3 separate regions of the Danio rerio genome follow, and regions 1 and 2 are each linked to region 3. A link is a contact called in public HiCAR-type data. All regions are on one chromosome and are shown on one strand. The core of a region is the stretch at or near the end of the contact, and the rest is flanking DNA. Distances in the headings are between cores, read along the strand shown. Region 1 holds the start of pik3r1 (phosphoinositide-3-kinase, regulatory subunit 1 (alpha)). Region 2 overlaps LOC141385620 (a long non-coding RNA gene). Region 3 holds the start of cd180 (CD180 molecule).

Region 1 (2,700 bases), core at 55-2,554, 140 kb before region 3:
ATAAATCAATGTACACGTTGAACAACATCAACAACAACAAAATCACTTCAATTTATCTACGTTGATGCAAAAAACAAACACATTTGGCAAACATAAAAACTAATGCGTATATTCACCACAAAATACAAACTGAGCTAATGTAAATATTTTATTATTGCGGCTACACCTTTGTATAAATACTTGATGTCATGTCAAACAACAAAAAAATTTCATTGTTAGGTAGCACCGCACACATAAATGCGACGTCAAAAGAACAAGTGTACAACATTTCTGCACAAGTGCGAATTAAAGACCAAATGGCGCAGAAGAAACTCCAATGTAGAAATGCTGACAGAGCAAAACCCTCCACAAGTTTGAAAGTAACGTTACTTATCTAACAGATTATTTAACGATTATTAACCAGCGCAATGGTATAAACCAACTAACGTTTGATTAATTTAGCCAAGCGCAAACGAATCCGCACGACAGATAGTTGAAGCGTATCTTTATACGCACAAAATTCAATATTTAAACAAAAGCTACAAATCACACACAGGAGATTTTAATCGAACTGACCGCATGAAGTCTCCTTGCATTTGGTGTTTACTTAAAACTAACTTAAAAGTTAACGTTACATTCATATTTATTGAGTTTCATTAATTCTGCATGCTCGGGGTTAGCATATAAGCTAACATTAGCCTTAAGTAATAATAATAAAAATATATACCGTAAACGAAACGATTGCTTTATGAGCAAATCAACATTAGAAAATAACAACTAAATCTCCGACACTTACACATACACGAAGAGCTGCGGCCATAATAAATTGTCAGTGTCAAATAGTTAAGTAAAGGGAGAGCATGTAATAGGATGCAGTTGGGACACGCTGTACTGGAACAATCGACACAGTAAAGAGATCCTGCCAAATTTACTATAATCTCAACCTTAAAGCACATAAGTTATTCATCTTAAACACACGGTCCATTTCATCAAACAAACATACCTTGCAAGAAATGATGAAAACCGAAAGGAACTGATGAATTTCTGCGAACTTTAGCAAGTTGTAAGGGTCCCGTTCATGATAGCCAGGGCCGAGAAAATCTCCTTCGCTTCCCGTAACTCCAGTTTACGCAGCTCTCCAAGAAATCCAACCACGCCAAGAGCTATAAAGCACTTCATAAGACGAGTCTTCGGGGAAGTAACGTCCAGTAGTAAGTTAAATTTTAACCATCCATCTAAATTAGCTTCTTTAAAAAAAATATTTTACTTAACAACTGTGCTCGTTTCCCGACAGTAAAACCGACTCCGCCCGAGTCACCACACACTGAATCCTTCAATGGCAGGAACACCAGAACACAAACCACGCCTTCCAGCTTGCGTCAGTGCCAGTCCCCCTTACGCCTCGACTATCTCCATACATGCTAAAATGGCTGGGGATTCACGGTGTTTCGAGAGAAAGATAACTAGCCATGACATCTATTGAGAATTAAATAATATCTGCTATCATGATGTGTGTAATGTGGCAATTGAAATGTGACTGATTTTCTACAAAAGTAGACTATTTACTAGGTTATATCACATAGACTCAATGCCCGAAGCAACTGTGATAAGGGGCCCATGTGGATTATTAAAAACCCCAAATGGGCCGCAACCCCTTAACCTGTCCCCTTAATCTTAAGCTCATACTTTTTTCAAACATTTAGTTTCTTTCTTCTATTAAACAAAATATTAAGAGATTTAATTTTTTTTTGCAAACCTCCCCAGATAGCAAAATACACTCGGGCCAGTTCCGGCTAGATTGTCGCCTGCCGGAGACTAACCCCTCGGCCCAACTTCGGCTGCCGGACTCGGGCCGGATGCCTGTGGATTCCGGCCCGAATCAAGCGGGCCAGATGCGGCGGCCGTAAGCGAGCCGACGCTGCGCATCCGCGCCGGAATCGGCGCGAGGGTAATGTGCGCTGCGGCCCGGAGCTGGCGCGACTCCGTATTTATACACCTTATAAAACCTTTTGGTATTACATTGGTACTTGATATATGGTATTACAACCATTTGAATTTATATAACAGCAAACACAGGCTATAATGTAAACACAAAGTGTAAGCACTGCGTTTAACCTTTGAATAAAGTGCAAACTGCATACATATTCTGTAATGAAAATAATCAGACAAATGACAAAATAAATAAATGTTAAACGTTTATTGATTGCATGAAAAAAATAGAACTAAAATTTTATAAATAATTTTGAAGTGCACAAGAATATCAATATAAAAACAACACAATAAAGACACACAGAAAGATTTAAACAAAAAATCTAAAAATTACACACAAACACATATGTTTTTTTAAACAACCCTGTTTTCCCAATAGACTTGAATTAAAAATTTGTAAAAAACAGCTAAATTTTATATAAACCTAAATATAGAAACCAATTTAAGATATAGCAAGAAACATCTTAAAAATACCAATGACAATCCGTAAAATAGTACAAGTCAAACTTGTAAAAAGTACTGCAGAATTCTGAAGAAACATCTTGAAACATTTTTTAATAAAACATTAAAATAATAATAAACAAACAAACAAACAAATATATATATATATATATATATATATATATATATATATAATTGCAGAAGTATAAAGTCAAACTTTTTTTTTTAAATAAACTTGAACAAAAGCAATTGCACAAACAGCAAGACATGAGTGAGATGATTATACATTTC
Region 2 (2,700 bases), core at 128-2,627, 180 kb before region 3:
TGGCAAAGATAAAAGAAATTAGTTACTGGAAATGAGTTATGGAAATGAGTTATTAAAACTATTATGTTCAGAAATGTGTTGAAAAAAATCTTCTCTCTGTTAAACAGAAGATGGGGAAAATATATATATTCTTCCTATATATGGGGCGAAGCAGTGGCGCAGTAGGTAGTGCTGTCACTTCACAGCAAGAAGGTCGCTGGTTTGAGCCTCGGCTCAGTTGGCGTTTCAGTGTGGAGTCTGCATGTTTTCCCAGGGTTTCCTCCCGGTGCTCTGGTTTCCCCCGTCATAAGACATGCAGTACAGGTGAATTGGGTAGGCTAAATTGTCCGTATTGTATGAGTGTGTGTGGATGTTTCCCAAAGATGGGTTGGGACTGGACATACGCTGTGTAAAAACTTGCTGGATAAGTTGGCGGTTCATTCCGCTGTGGGGACCCCGGATTAATAAAGTAACTAGGCCGACAAGGAAATGAATTATATATATATGTATATATATATATATATATATATATATATATATATATATATATATATATATATATATATATATATATATATATATATATATATATATATAGAGAGAGAGAGAGAGAGAGAGAGAGAGAGAGAGAGAGAGAGAGAGAGAGAGAGATTTGAATGTGTCTAAACAAGAAAACTTTAATTGTATACACTTTTTAACATAATATTTCTTTTTTTTTTTTGTTAATGACAAGTTTAACATTGTTAAAAAATATTTATTACAGAGACAATGACATAAATAATCAAAAATATACATTTGTTGACTTTTGGTCCAAACTGATTGAATATAATATATCATGTTAAGTGATATGTTGCTCAGTTATTATCATGAGGAATTGTATAATTGTTTTTAGTTTTCTTTCCCTAATTAGAGAATTTAATTTAGAGAAATTGCTGTAAAAAAATTCAAACAGCTATTGTAAATTGGATCTCGTTGCAATAAAGAAACTTGAAAAGAAAAAAGTTTTATTGAGATGGATTGTCTGTGATCGGATGGATGGTCGGCCCATTATAGGTAGCTTTACTTTGACCCAGGAAAATTGAGACCTTTTTAAAATTATTTAAGACCTACAAGACAATATTTCAGTGATTTTAAGACTTTTTAAGGCCCCGCGGGGACCCTGCTTTTCTTTTTCATAACGTTTTGAAATCACATTGATGGTTAAAAATATATTAAACACTATACAAAAGTTATGAGTAAAACCTTTGTTGAGTTTTAGTAGATACATTGAAGGATCAGCACTTAATATCATGAATATGCCTAGCAAACCATTAACAGCTTGTTGCATAAGAGTAAACTAATGGTCTGGGCTCTTTCAGATGTGCACTTTGAACCTTTATCTTATCTCCATACCACACATCAGAACCTCAGGACCCTCAGTCGGGTCAAAAGCACCCAATCCATTCAATGCCAGTGAGTCAATATGTCAATATTAAGAAAAAAAAGGTACTTTCAAAAGGTACATTTTTTATCTTAGCATATACAGTTGAAGTCAGAATTATTAACCCCCTGAATTATGAGCCCCTCTATTTATTTTTTCCCCCAATTTCTATTAAACGGAGAAAATATTGTTTCAACACATTTCTAAACATAATAGTTTTAAGGACTAATTTCTAATCACTGATTTATTTTATCTTTGCCATGATGACAGCCAATAATATTTGCCTAGATATTTTTCAAGACACTTCTGTACAGCTTAAAGTGACATTTAAAGGCTTAACTAGGCTAGTAAGGGTACCTAGGCAGGTTAGGGTAATTAGGCAAGTTATTGTAAAACAATAGGTTATTTCTGTAGACTATCGAAAAAAAATATATCTTAAAATATAGTTTGTAGTTAAAAAATGCTTTTATTCTAACTGAAATAAAACAAACAAGACTATATTTAGAAGAAAAATTATTATCAGACATAAACTGTAAAGTTTCAGCTCTGAAAAACATCAAATTATTTATTCTACCTTTCAGAATGTTGGAATGTTCTGCTGTAAACACAATGTAGCTGTTTTTGTTGCCTGTGCCTTTAACGCTAGTTCTCCCTGCCCACCCTTCCCACGTGCCTGTCAGTGTGTCTTTGTCTCTGTCTCTGTCAGATAAACAGCTCAGAGACAGACACGAAGGGAGCAGATCTCGTAACATAACATTTGTGAGAAATACTACAGTAGGAACTATCTCAATGATTATTTTATGTATTTGTTGTGGAGATAGGTTAAGCCTTTGGATGAGTCACACACAATGTCATTACAATTACATTAACTTTGCACTGTTTTTGCACAGTAAATGTGACAGGATACAGATTAATGTCTACCGATGTATGGATACTCATTATGTTAATGTACAAAATAAACCTGATTTAACATCCACAAACTGGGATTAAAGTGTCTTCTTTGATAATTGTACTGACACGCTGCTGTGGTGATGATAATAAAATCACTGTAATTCATAGTTAAGTGTTAAAGTAGTTAAACTCATTTCTGATCACATTTATTTATGATTGATGATCACAGTTAGCTGAACAGGTCTTTTAATCCTGGTTGGTTTGCACACATCCTGTCTTGTTGATATGATTACACGTGTTAATAGTTACTACAGAGACATCTTAAAACGCGGCTGTTAATTAATTCGGTGGGCGAGGAAACTGCACTACTATGTCGTTGCGGTGGGCTTCAAAATGGGAGGAATTTGGAA
Region 3 (2,700 bases), core at 148-2,647:
TTTAATATTAAATAGGTTACCTTCACTTTTTGGTGAAATCAGGGCTTAGGGATTTCACGCAAGTTTAAAAATGCAAAAAAGTTTTAGTTTTTTTTTTTTTTTTTTTTTAGCACTCATTCGTTTTTGAATACACACAGGAGGTTCAAGTCAGGGTTTTTAATGTGTCCTGATCCTGAATGTGTCTATGGTTTTATAATCATCTCAGTGTGTGTGAGTGACCCATGTCAAATGAATTAAACAAATATAAAACAGCGACTAAGCTGGCTAGAACTACCGGCGTGTATTTAATTATTTGGAGTCACCCTTTCTAGCCAGAGACAGAATTAAATATTCAAACATATGGAGGCCGAGAGTGCTTAATATATTACAATTTCAGGAAAAAAAAACAACACTCAATTAATAAAATACAAAAAAACACGTATACATACACGTAAGAAAAGATATTTATCCGTTTGACAGCATACGTACTGCAAATCCTCACAACACTAACTTTTTAATGTGTTTGACTTGTAAAGATTTGTAGCACGTATGCTGTCAAATGAATGAATATATTTTCTTAATTTGCTGGCGTTTTTTGTAATTGCATGCGTTTTCTCAAATCAAAGCTCTCTCGGTCATATACTTTTAGAGTAAAATAAAGAAGATGCATCCTCTTTTAATATATATAGATGCAATTATTATTACCACCCACTTGTCTTACCCAACTTAAAATGCAATCATGTTTCATTAGGAGTGATTATTGCGTAATTAAATAGAGGGTTGTGAATTGGCATGATATTTCAGTGAAGGGGGAAAAGCTAAAAGTTTTAGTATTCAAATCAGGCCTTGTTACATTATAATTGAAATCATTAATGCCATCAACCATGTAGATAAACAAAAAGTAATTTACATTTTCTAAGATTAAGAAATTACAAATATTTGATCCACACATAATTCAGCTAAAGGCCACAACACAAATAGTCTCCACAACGTATTCACATCTTGAGCACTAATGGGAATAATACTAATACAAATAAAAATAGAATACTTTGTATTTTGAGTATTTTAGTTTTCATAAATGTGTGAAATGAACCCATATTGAGTAGTCTCACATGATTAAAGTGATATATTTTCCATTGTTATAAGATGCAGACATATTTTTAAATTCAAATCAACATTCTTTACTCGCACTACTCATAGGGGATTAGATAAAAATAAAAACTTTTTTTTCATTATATTTTTGGAACTTTTGGAATTTTTGACTATATTGAAAGAAGTGGAAATTTTCCCACATGCAGCTGAAAAAGTTGGTGCCCTTTTTTCAGTTAAACCATTGTTGGGAAGTTATACCCGACTATACTTCTCGTTTTACATGAAGTTCCTGTTTTTTAATACCTATATAGCTGACTGAAGAAAAGACATTATTCTTTTCTGTCCTGTAGAAAATGGAGAGTTTTTTTGTTTTTTACATGTCATTTTACTCTATTCTTTTTCACTTTTTAGTCTTTAATGAAGCAACACCATGGGCGAGAAGACATTGTCAACAGGTACAATTATGGTATTAATGTTGAATGTTAAATTAAGATACTGTTAATGTTTTATTTTGTTTCATTGTGTGTTTCAGATAACTAAAGGTTACGATTGTAATGATATGGACCTACAATCAATCCCAGATGAGATACCAAATTCTGTTCAAATTTTGCAATTCAGCTACAATTATCTGCCTGCTCTGTACAACTCCACCTTTCAGAGGCTAAAAAGCTTAATTTCTTTAGATGTGACAAGGTGAGCAAAGCTAAATAACCCATAAAGCTGTGTACAACTGTGCATGAATAATAATAATAATAATAATAATAATAATAATCTTTCCCCCCCCACACACTAACTCACAGATGCAGCATCACTTTCATATATGAAGATGTGTTTACATATCAGCCTCACTTGGAGGTCCTTCTCCTAACTGGAAACCCTCTTGTGTTCATCGCAAGTACAGCTTTCTCTGGACCACTAGCATTGAAATATCTAAGCCTAGTTCAGTCAAAGATCAAACAACTGTCAGACATCCCATCTGAAAATCTTGCTTATTTAGAGGTTTTGGACCTCAGGGGAAGTAACATTCGCTCATTAGATGGACTAAGCAATTTTCGCTGGCAAAATTTGAAGAGCTTGCAGCTTGACTTAAACTTTATTGACCGGATAAGTTTTAATGACCTACAACCATTCAGCAACCTGGCTGGGGTGAGCATCAGCTTCAAAGGAAATGATTTCATCTATATAGAACCCGGTGCTTTTCATTCACTGAATCTAAGTAGTCTTGATTTTAGTGGCTGCTTAAATAAGATGAACATCTCATCCCTCCTGAAAGGTCTTGAAGGAATTAAAACCAACAGACTGAACCTGGGACTGTATGAAACTGATTCAAACGTATACATAGCATCAGCTGCGCTACAATCTTTTTGCAACATCTTCGTAAGTGATCTGGATTTCCAGCTTCAGCATTTCTTAGACCTAAATAATAGTACTTTTCATTGCCTTGAAGGACTTAAAAAGCTTGACCTAACTAGAGCTCATCTGAATGCATTGCCCTTGAACACAACTGGCTTGTCTACATTGTCACATCTTATTCTAGATGAGAACCAATTTAAAGATGTCTGCCAGAGCAACACTAGAAATTTCCCCATGCTTACACACTTATCCATAAGTGGAAATTTGAAGAAACTT

The links. HiCAR-type assays count read pairs that join an accessible place to other places.
Region 1: a HiCAR-type map of caudal fin shows a contact between it and region 3, with 6 times the contacts expected there. The contact joins the promoter of pik3r1 here to the promoter of cd180 in region 3. A contact is called at or near these places in 2 of 18 Hi-C or Micro-C datasets (caudal fin and hematopoietic stem cells) and 2 of 4 datasets of contacts at active chromatin or transcription factors (caudal fin and embryo).
Region 2: a HiCAR-type map of caudal fin shows a contact between it and region 3, with 5 times the contacts expected there. The contact joins the enhancer-like site here to the promoter of cd180 in region 3. A contact is called at or near these places in 6 of 18 Hi-C or Micro-C datasets (embryo, fibroblasts and an unstated tissue) and 1 of 4 datasets of contacts at active chromatin or transcription factors (caudal fin).

The regions. Positions count from the first base shown.
Region 1 is chr5:60,104,955-60,107,654 of GRCz12tu, forward strand. pik3r1 (phosphoinositide-3-kinase, regulatory subunit 1 (alpha)) reads right to left here and starts at 1,305. Exons shown (of 16, transcript NM_001281844.1): 1 at 983-1,305. It overlaps LOC141385619 (a long non-coding RNA gene), which reads right to left. Exons shown (of 6, transcript XR_012406376.1): 6 at 2,637-2,700.
Region 2 is chr5:60,062,989-60,065,688 of GRCz12tu, forward strand. All of the region lies in intron 2 of LOC141385620 (a long non-coding RNA gene), which reads right to left. Among named protein-coding and RNA genes, the nearest start is that of slc30a5, 21 kb to the left of the region's middle. Within about 2 kb of position 1,378, at least 6 of the 62 cell types and tissues checked have an H3K27ac peak or open chromatin away from gene starts, as enhancers often do.
Region 3 is chr5:60,247,323-60,250,022 of GRCz12tu, forward strand. cd180 (CD180 molecule) reads left to right here and starts at 1,398. Exons shown (of 3, transcript NM_001310490.1): 1 at 1,398-1,526; 2 at 1,604-1,764; 3 at 1,872-2,700. The coding sequence starts at 1,425.